Linked DNA regions of Mus musculus: all the other regions are linked to region 1. The links are chromatin contacts, called in public Hi-C and targeted proximity ligation maps. All regions are on one chromosome and are shown on one strand. The core of a region is the stretch at or near the end of the contact, and the rest is flanking DNA. Distances in the headings are between cores, read along the strand shown.

Region 1 (4,056 bases), core at 1,007-3,506:
AAGGGAGAACAGGGCCAGGACAGAGTTAAAAGGACAAAATAAAGTGACGATGAAACTCTAACTATCATAGAGAAAGCAAGCAAAATATGGACCTCAAGGTGACCAGCTCACTTCTGATTTCTGACTTATAATTGCCCCAAGCACCTGCGCAAGAAAAAACAAAATCCATGATCACTGTCAGACAAGGTGGCCTTGATATGTAAAACAGGAGCCCAATTTTTGTAACCAAGTGCCACATAGTTTTTATTTTAGGCTTCACGGCCATATCTCTCTCATGACTATTAAATTTACCAGTGCGGGAGCAAAGAAGCTCGACGACATCATATAAAACCGTGAACACCGCCATGTTCCAATAAAACTTTAATGCAAGCAGGAGGAGTTGTAATTAGTCAGATCCTGGTTTAGAACGGGCACAGGCAACTATCCAAGAAGATTGTGCCAGGAACTCCAAAGACTCTACTATCTCTTCCAAAACAAGTGTTTACCAGTCAATCGCCAGAGCCCAGGCCCTACTCTAGGCTCTGGGATTCAGCACATAGAACACAGGCAGGAATTCTATTCATACCCCTTACCAGGAGAAGCATCATCCGCACTCCTCAGATAGGAAACAAAGATGCTGGTAGGGAACGTGCCAGGGCTCATGAGAACAGAGTTGGGCCTCCAGAGAAAACGATGAGCATGAGATCTTAGAAATCCAGGCTACTTCTCAGAGCATAACCAAGACTCAGTTCCAACGTGGAGACTATGTTTCCACTTCCATCCGAGGTAAGAGGCCCTCCCTCTATTGTAGGTTGTTCCTGAGCTGCTTAGGCCAGTGCTTTTGCCAGGAAGAAAGAAGTAGAGGACACTTCCAACCTGGGAGAAGCCCAGAAGACGCTCTTCTCTAAAGAGAACGTGTCCCTTGTATGAATGATGCAGACATCCAGAGGACAGGGAGGGCTGCAAGTCCACTTAGCTGGAGATTCGGAACTGACAGGCATAGCCTTGCCTGAAGGCCAGGCCTTTATCCATCTTAAGATGGCTTGGACCTGTGAAAGGAATTCTGATAGGAAGAATATAGAGATGGCTGCCTGGCTGCCTCCAGGAGTTTGACACACACTGTGCCACACACAGTAGGCAGCTATGCCCCTGTTTCTGTGTCCAACTCCAGGCTATGGCCAGGCAGGACATGTCATGGCTGGTCAGCATGGTTGTACCTACTCAGTTGAATCATTAAGCAAGAGCTAGAGCTATGGACACCATGCTTATATAATACAGACAGAATGAAGACAGGGAAACTGAGGCCCAGGAGCCACTAGGGATCTCTGCAAATAACAATGCTCCAGGCACCATAGTAAACTTTTTCTGAAGATCGCTAAGGATATTGAATCCTCACAATGGCACAGTGCACTCTTATACGTCACTGCCCTAGTGTTTTTTCCTATTGCTGTGATAAACACCACGACCAACAGTAACAGAGAGGAAAGAAGGGTTTGTTTGGCTTACATGTTTGCATCAGTCATTCGCTGAGGAAATTAAGGGCAGGAGCAGAGACAGGGACCATGGAGGAGACCTACTTACTGGCTTGCTCCCAGGCGCATGCTTAGCTTCCCTTCTGATATAAGCCAGGACCCCATGTCCAGGAGATGGCACCACCCACAGTGGGCTAAGCTGTCCTCCATCAATTAGCAACTATGAAAAGGCCTCAGAGACATGCCTACGGGCTAATCAAATGTAGGCAACTCCTCAACGGAGATTCCTTCTTCCCAGGTACCAGGGAATATCAAAGTGACCAAAAAGCAAATAGCAGAGCCATGTGTACTGTAACCTATATTGTCAATCAGTGTGTTGTAGGTGTGACCGTGGTTAGAAACCTTAAGCATGAGCCATTTCCGGGGTTGTTCTTGCTCTCCTTATGAAGAGGATAGTGAGGATGAACTCAGGCTGTTTAGCACTATCCATCTTTTTCCCCAACACGCTCATGTCCTTTAATATTTGACTCCTGTTGGAAAACCACACTGGAGAGCCGAGCCTGTAGGAAAAAGAAAGTGGAGAAGGTAAAAGAATTGTCTTGGAGCCACTGAAGACCTAAGCTTTTCCCCTTCTAGTCCCCCAGAAGGGGAAAGAAACTGTATTTGCCAGCAGACTTAGGGATGGTTCTGAATAAAGGTTTGCACGCTTTTCCAGAGTGCAAACAATGCTAGCTAGGGACAGCCCTGAGGCTCATGGGCACACAGGCTTAGCAGGCAAGGAGGCGGGGCTGGATGGAGCTGGACAGGACCCAGCACACAGCTTTGTATAATGAGCTCAGTCAGCCCTGTGGGGTCACTCCAGAACACCAGGGCAACCTCCGTACCAGAAAAACAAACTCATGATCCCTGGCCAGGCAGGCACCATCCAAAGAGTAAACAGGAGTGATCACACCCCAGGGACCCCCCCCCCCCAATACTCCTCCCTGTCCTGTTGGGCTAATAATAATCTCAGTAAGTAACATGCACAGTGGATTAATGTGTCAGGCACATGGGCCCAGGGGCTTGTATACACCTTTTTAACCATCAGAAAGCCCTTGGTGTGAGTGGACAGGAAAAACAACTTCCAGCATTCTGCGGCAGCATACAGGAAAGAGGAGCTACAACATATCACAAGAGAGCCGCCAGGTTGTGACTGTTTCCATACACAATGATGTTTTTGAGATGATTGACAACTCATTAGCCTGACCCCAATTGTACGTTTGCATGTATTGAGATGCCTTACCACACCGATAAATATACACAATTACCATAAAATATGGGAATGATTAAAAAAATATCCATTTTACAAGTGAGAAATTAGGATTCACGGGTCCCTTAAGCTATATAATAGTAGAATGTAAGTGAGACTCTAGGCTGCTCCAGTGACTGCCACATGAGGTTGGGTTGCTGGAGCTGGCACAGTGAATGCATATACACAGATAAGCATGTCACTAAGGAGCCTTGTCTCATTGGTAAAATGGGACCACAGGTTCTAGGCTGGCATTGTGGATGGAGATACAGCTGTTCATAACTGACAAGCATCCTGTAGTTGCCTGTAGTTCCTGTGTAACTTGTGTAGGATCTCAGGCTCACAGCCTCTGACATCTCCCACACTGTGGGATGAAACTAACTTTGGATCTGAAGTTTCCTGTGTGCTCCCACAAGGACCCAACCCAGCCCTGGGCAGTGCTTTCAATTTGATGAAACCTTTAAAGTTCAAGCCTAACAGTAGTTCCAAAGGTCTTACAGGAATGTGTGTTCAGTCCCTGGTCACCCCTCCTACTCCAGCATTTTTTGCCCTTCTGTTCTTTCACCTTATTTTGCATAATTGTGTATTAAAATATCCATACTCCCTTGTGCAAACATTGAAGGGCAGGGCAATCCTTTTATCCTTGAACTATAACAAAAATAAGTTAGGGACTGGATGCTATGTCTCCATATCCATGTGATACAATACTGACCTCTGTTCTGGGGGTGGGATGCGTTGTGTGAGTTTGTGTGTGTATGTGCATGTGTCTGGGTAGGCTCTGGTGGTGTGTTAATTGGTGTGTTACTATGACAGAGTACCTGCAGAGTAGCCTGAGGGAGGAGATGTTTATTGTTGGCTCATGATTTTAACGGATTTCGACCTTTAAAAGAGAAAGAGGTACAGTGGCTGGTGGTATTCATGGTGTGAGCAGCAGCTTTTGTCAGATCAGAAAGCAGAGAGGGAAGCAAGGGCCCGGTGACTCGGTTCAAAGCACATCTTTACTAACCAACCTCTTCTAGACAGCTAATACCTCCCTAAGGCTCCAGTGATCTGAATGATCTGTCTGGGAAGGCTGCACTCTTGGATGGGGACCAGCGTTTACACATAAGCCTATTGGTGGCTACATGTCAGATTTGAACCATGATAGAAGCTATATTCATTGCTTTTTGTTGTTGCTGCTGCTGCTGCGATAAGACATCATGACCAAAAGCAACTTACAAAAGGGACTGTCATTTTGGGTTACAGTTCCAGACAGGGATTCCACAATGGCAGGGAGCGGGAGTCAGAAAGATCACATCTTTATCCACACCCAAGAAG
Region 2 (4,318 bases), core at 314-2,813, 220 kb after region 1:
TCCCAGCACAATAGCCCACAATGTCTTAAACCAGCCTTAATGTCTCACCAGATCCATCATGAACCTAGTTGAGTTCAAATAACCGTAAGGCACATCCTCACCTCCGAGATGTAACTAGCACACATCCAAGCACTGAGAGCAGGCCACCACGAGGTTTTTCCCAGTCATGGAGTCCATGTGACGTTTCTGATTTCCTGACAGCTTTGCTCCTTCTAAATCTTTTAAGAAGTCCCACTTGGAGCTCCAAGGATAGAAACACAAACGCTTTCCCACTGGCTAGAGCTTTAAGAAGGACTAGCTATGACCATAGGACTGTGCAAGTGAACAAGCCCAAACTTGTCACTGCCCATATGCAAAACAGGCCTGCAACATCCTACCACATGCACTTCAACAGAGACCTGCATCCTTAGCCCTCCCCAACACACAGACACACAGACAGACAAACAGACAGACAGACAGGCAAGCAGGCAGGCACACACACACACACACACACACACACACACACACACACACACATTTGGCTTTCTCTAGGTCAAATGACAACAACCCCTTAAAAACACAAGAGCAGAAAGGAAACAAAAACCTCACTTCTCCCTATACTCTCTTAAGTGATTTCTCTCCTTAAGCTTCTAGAACGTTCTGGAGAGCTCAAAAGGACAGATTATCACCCACTAGTAAACTAGTAAGAAAATCCATGATGTGTCTACACATAGGCACATGTAGCTTCATGGCTGCGCTTCCTGGAAGTCTGCACAGTTCTCCCACACCACTCATAGGTACAGCAGAAAATACTAGCCAAGAAAGGGCCAATCTAGTTAAAGCAACAAGCTATCCAAAAAGAATTAGCAAGGATGAAGGCGTGGGGGCCTTCCACGAACACAGGAACGCAATACAAAAGCACAGAAAGTTTCCTGACACAGGGAGTTTTAGGAGATCACCTTCTTTCTGCCCCGAGGGGGTGTCTCGGAGGAGGGCTGGCCAAGGATGGAGGGAGCATCACTAGACTAGACTCAGACTTCCAGTTTCGTAAATGAGGCCTCCAAACCACATCAGCGGCCCCAAATCTGCGCTGATTGCAGGGGGCGTCTCTCTCTTTTAGACCTGAGGAAATGGGCTCTTGATCAAGTGCATAAATCCAGAATTACCTCTATGTAGAGGCCATCCTGGGAAATCTCCCTCGCACCCACACTTCTCACCCACACCCAAACTCTCTGGCAATCTCGAGTCTAGTGATGAGGAAAAGTGCAAGGTTAACACGCGCTCGTGGGAATGCAAAAGCCACTTTCCTCTATCCAGACTCTGCATCCCTGGGCTCCAGAGTTTCCAGGGGATAAACTTGGAACTTACAAGAGGGTGGATCCAGCCGTGACTCCGAGGTCACCGGGGCTGCCAACATCCTTTCCACGCGGATATCCACTCGGGGGGCTCTGGGAATGCTAAGTTCGTAGCTTCTCTTCATCCTGGCCTTGCCGAGCCCGCTTGACCAGTGGGTCCATGTGCTCGGCGGCCACACGCGCTCTGCCTGGTAGAGCGCGGGGCTGGCGGGTGGCCCGTGACGTCACGGCGGCTCGCTCCCGGCCGCGGGGGAGGGGGAGAAGCGCGCGCCACCGGGCAGGCCGCGTGTGTCCCCGATCTCCTGGTGTCTGGAGGTTTCTGACCTGAGGGATCCAGCTCGCCCCTCTGCCTGCTGCCCTAGGCAATGAAGGGGCATCAAGCCTGAGAGGAGAACCGCATGGAGGTGGCGTGCCACTGAGGCTGCTTAATGCCCAGATGGCCCTAGTAGAGAGCACACTCTGTCAGTCCTGGGCTGGGAGGTTCTAGCTGCACTCAAACCTAGGTCCTACATAGGTCCCACACAGCCTGGGGCTATGCCCAGGCGAGGTCAACTAGCTTTCCCACCTCCCCTCCCCACCCTCCCCTCCCCCACACTATTCCTTTTTAAGGTAGACATCCCATCCCCCTTCACCTTGAAGCTTAGCAGTCTTCCCACTTTTCGGATAGGGAAGGAGACTCCAGTGAATTAAAAGGACCAAACTGCTCAGAAAATAGGTCAGTAGTTCCTACAGAAGACCCCCCCGAATCTGTTCTATTTCAGAACTCTCATCTGAGAGCAGTCCTGGGTACCATCCATCATCTGTGGTTCTGGAGAGAAGGACGTACTAAGCAAACTCTAGCTGAGAGAGGACCACCTGTCTGCAGCATCCTCCATTCTTGGTCCGTACAGGGTATTACACTAACCTCTCAAATGTGCAAAAGCCTCTGCAAAGAACGAAGGCTGGTGTGAAAGGCACGCGTATACCACGATATTCTTTTCGCTGTATTCAATCCAGCACCGAACAGGTGCACGTCTCTAGTACCATTTAGTCAAGCGCGGCAACGTGCTACAACCAGAAAGGGGAATGAAAGATGAGGTAGACTCAGATCCTAGAGGGAAACCGGAGTCCTGTGGAAAGCGGGTTGCATAACTAGGTGATACCAGGATCGCGGAAAGTAACGCGGGTCCACTCTTCTCTCAGCACACTATACCTCACTTTATTTCAATCTCTCAGAGAGTCTTTATCTCCTCCCTCCCTCTACGTTCCCCCTTCAATGTCTTCACTTTCATTACTTCTTAGCCACATGAAGATGTCTCTGTTGAAGAGAAAATTTACCATACTCGTGTGTGCCAGTGCGATATGCACGGATAATCGCGCTGTGTGTGGTTGGTTTCCACCCTGAGAGTGACCGAACAGATCTTCCGATTATCTCCTTCAGATTATCTCCTTCTTGTGCTAGAGAGTGAAGAGGGTTCTGAATTCTATGTCTGTATGTGCTTTCGATGTGTCAGACATTTCCCAAACCACCTGCTGCGACCTTGGGGAGAAGCAACCACAGGCTCTCAGAGGCCCAGTTTTAAAGACAACTTCAGTAACAAATCCCTGAAGATGCCACCTGCTCCTTCCAGTTAGTCCTGTACACTAGACCTCCCAACGGCTGAAGACCTTCACCCAGGTTCATTCAGCTTTAGTCTCGACCCAGTTTGCCCTTCCCTGGGACTAAATTTTGCTGCGCTAATTTTAGGCTAATATTTTCCCCCGATATAATATAAAAATATCATTTGGGAATTTCACATAATACACTCTAATAGCACTCTTATCCCGATCCTCCCATGTCAGTCCTCCCCACCTTTGTGAACATCCCTACCACCACCACCACCACCACCACCACTGGAAAGTCATAGAGCCACTGGAGTATGGCCACACTCCTAGGGACCAGCCAGCTCCTTAAAGAAAACTGATTCCTTCCCCACCTACCCGACCCCCTCCAGAAGCCATAAGTTGTGGAGAGCTACACTTCAGCATTCTTACCACATTTTTTAAAGCATTCTCTTCGAAGGCTTTCTGTCCAGGTTGTTACTTTGGGGAGTGGGGCTTCCTTTTATGGGATGTTTAAAAATTTTTCCAGTGCCGGGCATGGTGGCCCACACCTTTAATCCCAGCACTTGGGAGACAGAGACAGGTGGATTTCTGAGGTCCAGGCCAGCCTGGTCTACAAAATGAGTTCCAGGACAGCCAGGGCTATACAGAGAAACCCTGTCAAAAAAAAAAAAAAAAGAAAAAAAGAAAAAAGAAAAGAAAGAAAGAAAAAAAAAGAAAAAGAAAGAAAGAAAGAAAATATTCCAGCAAAATTTCACAGAAGAAAGTATTTTTAATAGCACTACTATCTAAAACAAACATTATAATATATGTTTCTAATTTTATCTTTTCCTTTTGTTTTTTTTTTTTTGTTTTTTGTTTTTTGTTTTTTGTTTTTTGTTTTTTGTTTTTCGAGACAGGTTTCTCTGTGTAGCTCTAGCTGTCCTGGAACTCACTTTGTAGACCAGGCTGACCTGGAACTCAGATATCTGCCTGTCTCTGCCTCCCAAGTGCTGGGATTAAAGACCAGCTTTGTTTCTTTGTTCTTTTTTCTTAAAGAAAACTTATTTTTATTATGTTACAAAATGGAGGTTGTAAAGCTTCATGCCTTTAATCCCAGAACTTGGGAAGCAGAGGTAGGTAGATGTCTGGGTTCAAAGCCAGACTAGTTTGTACAGAGAAAGCCAGAAGGAGGAGGAGGGGAGAGGGAGAGGGAGAGGAGGAAGAGATGAAGGAAGAAGAGAAGGAGAAGAGAGGAAGAGGAGGAAGAGTTGGAGGAAGAAGAGGAGGAGAGAGGAGGAAGAGAGGGGAAGAAGAGGAAGAGAGAGGGAAAGGAGGAAGAAATGGAGGAAGAGGAAGAGAAGAGAGAGGAAGAGAAGAGAGAGGAAGAGGAAGAGAAGAGGGGAGAGGAGCCAGAAGAAGAG
Region 3 (4,552 bases), core at 2,048-4,547, 250 kb after region 1:
TATCTCACAACAAGAACAAAGGTACCTGTGCAATTCAGGCTATAAGCCGACTGGGCAACCTTCCCCCAGAGTGTTCTTGCTGCCTTCGGGTTCCTCGGAAACAGATGCAGGGTCACCTGTAGGAGGTTTATTAGGCAGAACCTTGGGAATCAAGGAAAACAGGCTGTAGCTGATGTCACCGGGAACTCTGCAATTAAGATGGCTATTCAGAGAAGCTCAGCTGAGGCTGGCAGGCTGAGCCTTGTCACTCTTAGATGTGGGCTACTCTGGGAGAGATCAATTACCCTGGAAGAAGGAGCTCAGAGATGGAGGCAGCAAGCATTTGTAGCAGCCGGGGGAGTAATGGATGCTGTGGTCAGAAAGACTAATTAGATCAGTGAATCTTGACATCAACTAAAATCCCTGGCTCCAGAAAGGCAGACAGCCAATATATCCATTTGGGCTTTACTTTTTTTTTTTTTTTTAAGTCCAGGGTAGTATTGATAGCCTTGACTGACCTGGAACTCACTATGTAAAGTAGGGTGGCTTCTAACTTTTAGTGGTCTTCTTGCCTCTGTGCTCACAACTGCTCTGATTACAGTGCTAGCTTCTATTCAGGCTTATTTCCTATCACTGGAGAAAAAGAAAAAGGAAAAAGAAAAAGGAAAAAGAAAAACAAAAAGAAAAAGAAAAAGAAAAAGAAAAAAGGATATGCTTTCATGAAAACACATATATTTGTTCTCTCGGTGTGGGCTTTTCTCATAATATTCTTTACTTGTACCAGCCTGTAGCTTGTGTTTGCAGTAGTGAATGTGTACATATCCGCACCTTCCTGGCAATAAATATAGTTTGGAAAGCATATTAGAACACTAGCTCTATCTCATTCTTGCCTCTCCACGGTGCCTTCCTCATCCCATTTAAATAAACATAGTCAAGGGATCCTGGGCTTTAGGCTAAACACTAGAAAATGGACCAGAAGTGGCTTGGAGTCACTGAGTGGTTTTATGAAACCTGAGGCTCCAGGATGTTGGTGTCACTCAACTGTATCATCATTCTCTCTAGTCATCATCCTTAATTTTTTTAATCTTTAATAAATATTTATTTATTTTACTATTTTGAGTTTATGAGTGTTTTGCCTGAATGCTTGTATGTGCACTATATGTGTGTCTGGTACTCACAAAGTTTAGAAGAAGATCCTAGATCCCTAAAATTGGAGCTACACATAGTTGTATCTGTTAGATGAATGCTGAGAATCCAATTGGGTCCTTTCGAAGAGCAACAATTGCTTCAAATCCCTGAGACCATGCTCCAGCCATTGTTATTAAGTTTTTGAAACACAATCTCATTGTATTTCCAGTGCTGGCTTAGAACTCACAGGCCTCTTTCAGTCTTTCTTTCTTTTTTTTTTTTTTTTCTCCCTGAGAAAGGGTTTCTCTGCGTAGCCCTGGCTGTCCTGGAACTCACTCTATAGACCAGGCTGGCCTCAGAAATCTGCCTGCCTCTGCCTCCTAAGTGCTAGGATTAAAGGCGTGCGTCACCACGCCCGGTGACACAAATTTTAATATTTCTAGTTATGTGCTTATTGTGTGCATGTTGAGAGGAACCTTCATGGGAAATTTCTTACCTCCCACACTGTGGGTCCTGGGGATTGAATTCTGGTTGTCATCAGCCTTGGTGGAGGGATTGGCTGAGTCCATTGGTCGCTTTCAGTTCAACCCAAAGCAAAAGCAGGCTTACCTTTTTTTTGATTTTTTTTTTTTTAACTTAAAAATCCTTTCACAAGTCAGTGGTGGGACACAACTTTAATGCCAGCACTCGATGCAGGCACATCTCTGAGCTCCAGGCCAGCCTGGTCTATATAGCTAATTCCAGGAGAGCCAGGGCTACACAGAGAAACCCTGTCTCAGAAAACAACAAACAAAAGATAAAAAAGGAAAACAAAAAGTATTTGTATGTATTTTAATCATATTTGCCCCTCCTGCAAATGCCCCCAGCACCTCCCCATCTCCCTATTCACCCAACTTCATGTTCTCTTTCTCTCTCAAAACAAGCAAACAAAAAATCAAAACAACAAACCAGTAAGACAGAAAATACTAAAATAAAACAAAGTGAAACAAAAACCCATGGAGTTCATTTTGTGTTGGCCAACAACTCCTGGGCTTGGGGCCTATCCTAGAGCGTGGTTGATAGATCCAGTGACACTCTAGTGGAGAAAACTACATTCCTTTCTCGGTGGGCATCAACTGCAAATAGCTTCTCAGGTAAGGCATGGGACTTAGTGTCTCCTTTTCCTTCAAAGTGGTGCGATCCTGTCTGGTTTACATATGTGAAGGTCCTGGGTGTGCCGTCACAGTCTCGTTCTCAGTTCTGTTGTGTCTGAAAGGCAACCATCAACTACTTCTGGCTCTTATAATCTCTCCACTTCCTTTCCTGATGATCTCTGATCCTAGAGAGGATGGGCTTGAGAAAGACAGCCCATTTAGAAGTGATTGCTTCAAAATCCCTTACTCTCAGTGGATTGCCCAGTTGTGGATCCCTATGCTAATGTCCATCCATTGAAACCATCCTATGGTGAGGATTGTGCAATGCACCCATCCAATGGGTGTAACTAAAGTCATTAGGAGTCATTTTATTGCCTGTTCCTGTAGCCGAATAATAGTAGTAGCTTTCCCTCTCAGACTTCCCTCACCCTACCCAAGACACTTCCCAAGACAAGGTTTTTTCCCCTTGGCTATCCTGGAGCTCATTTTGTATATCAGGCTGTCCTTGAACTCACAGAGGTCCATCCTGTTTCTGTCTCCCAATTGCTGGGTTTAAAGGCATAGGCCACCACACTTGGCTGGACCTTTCTAATTTCATGTTCTTCCCATCTCATGGAGTGGTCCCTAAATCCAATTCCATGTCCTGGTTTCCCTGGGTTCAGTGAAAATGGCAAGAAAGTATTTAGCAACTGCTAAGCAGACAAGTGCTACGTAAGCCCTTGGGTCACAAAGAAGCCATGGTGGTTCTAGCCTGAAGGACTTCCTGGGTAGGTGAGTTTGGTATTCCCTCTGTACTTTTTCCTGGTGACTCTCCAGGAACAGGTGCAAGAGAAGTAAAGTGTGGCAATAATTAAGGTCTGCGATTATTTCCTTTTGTTATGATAAAGTACTGTGACAGAAGCAACTCTTGGAGGAGCAAATATTTATTTTAAGTCACAGTTTCTTGTGGAGGAATGTCAACAACAGGGAACTTGAAGCAGCCTGTTACATACCATATCCACATTTGAGGAGCAGAGAAAAACCAATGCTTGCTGATGTTAGGTTCTGCTTCTCCATTCACACAGCCCAGGAACCAATGAGGAAATGATGTCACCTTAGTGGTTGGGTCTTCCCACCTCTATTAATGTAATCAAGCTGATTCTTCACAGGCCTGCCCAGCGGCCCAGCTCCTGGGTGATCTAGATCTTGGCAAGCTGACAACATTAACTATCCCAGTAAGTGATGCTCTGACATTAGATGCAGCACAAGGAGTTCAAGAAGCAAGAGCCAGACATGGAGTTTTTGAAGTCACAACAACGCTGAAAGCTATGAGTGGCCGAGTCATCAAAGACATTGTTCTCTCCTCTCCTCTGGACAGCATTCAGTGGTAGTCAAAAGACTTTCAATGTATATAGTTATGGCATCCAGAACTGCCTAGAGGTGGTGGCTTTCATGTATCCATTCATTTCTGTATTCGTTCCCATGCAAGATGAGAAAGGCACAGGTATCAACATTTCTCTCTATGGGAGAAATGGTATTGTGGTTTTCTGCCGTGCTGTCTCCTGTATTACTTGCTGTGGTAGACTTCAGGTGTCATTTTGGGAAGATGTTCATGTGCTATGTCCTCAGCCATATAGTAATGTATCTTTTGCACAATTGTGTATTTTAAGTAACCAAGCAATTATTTTTTATGCTTTAGTTTAAGAAAAAAAAAGAATTGAAATATTATTGAATCATTTCCTCCACCTTCCCCTTCTTCCCTCCAACCCTTCCCATGTCCAGTTTCTCTAACTCCTCCCACATTCTGCCCTTGACTTCTTCTGGAATTCATACTGTTTTCCTTTTAAAAAAATGCATGCATATATAGACACAACCTGCTGAGTTCACTGAGTGTTACTTCTGTGTGTGATTTCAGCACTGGTCAGTCTGTAGTAGAGCCTCATTTCTGTGGAAGACTAATTCTCCCTTCTCAGTAGGCATTAGTTTCCTGTAGGTAACCATTTCAGGGTGGGACTCATTGAGATTTCCTCCTTCCACATTAGCATGTCTATTGGTGTTGTCCAGGTTCAGGTAGCAAGGTTGTTGTTGTAGGGTGTAGCTTTCCTGTTATTTCTAAGAGATCCAATCTCAGGAATCTTCCTGGGCTTCCGGCTGTTAGAATCTATTTGTTCTCCCTTCTGTACTGTTCCCTGAGCTGTATACACAGGAATTGCCTTGTAGATGTTTTCAATGGGGCAGTAGAGTCTCTGATCAGTTGCTATCTGATTTTACTAGTTGTAGTTTTCTGTAGTGGTCTCCATGTGCTACAGAGCCTCTTTGCCTCTTTGGCGAGG

The links. Hi-C and Micro-C count contacts between places; a contact is called where the count stands out from the background.
Region 2: a contact with region 1 is called in a targeted proximity ligation map of pancreatic cancer cells. A contact is called at or near these places in 6 of 484 Hi-C or Micro-C datasets (CD8 T cells, the HL-1 cell line, the N1E-115 cell line and 3 more) and 2 of 130 datasets of targeted methods (the SCID.adh cell line and pancreatic cancer cells).
Region 3: a Hi-C map of the N1E-115 cell line shows a contact between it and region 1, with 1.9 times the contacts expected there. A contact is called at or near these places in 3 of 484 Hi-C or Micro-C datasets (MC3T3-E1-derived osteoblasts, the N1E-115 cell line and nephron progenitors) and 2 of 130 datasets of targeted methods (embryonic stem cells and microglia).

What each region holds. Positions count from the first base shown.
Region 1 is chr15:62,256,376-62,260,431 of GRCm38.p6, reverse strand. Pvt1 (Pvt1 oncogene) reads right to left here. Exons shown (of 5, transcript NR_132747.1): 5 at 217-2,011. Among named protein-coding and RNA genes, the nearest start is that of Pvt1, 220 kb to the right of the region's middle.
Region 2 is chr15:62,035,231-62,039,548 of GRCm38.p6, reverse strand. It overlaps Pvt1 (Pvt1 oncogene), which reads right to left and starts at 1,563. Exons shown (of 5, transcript NR_132747.1): 1 at 1,348-1,563.
Region 3 is chr15:62,010,681-62,015,232 of GRCm38.p6, reverse strand. No RefSeq gene overlaps it. Among named protein-coding and RNA genes, the nearest start is that of Pvt1, 25 kb to the left of the region's middle.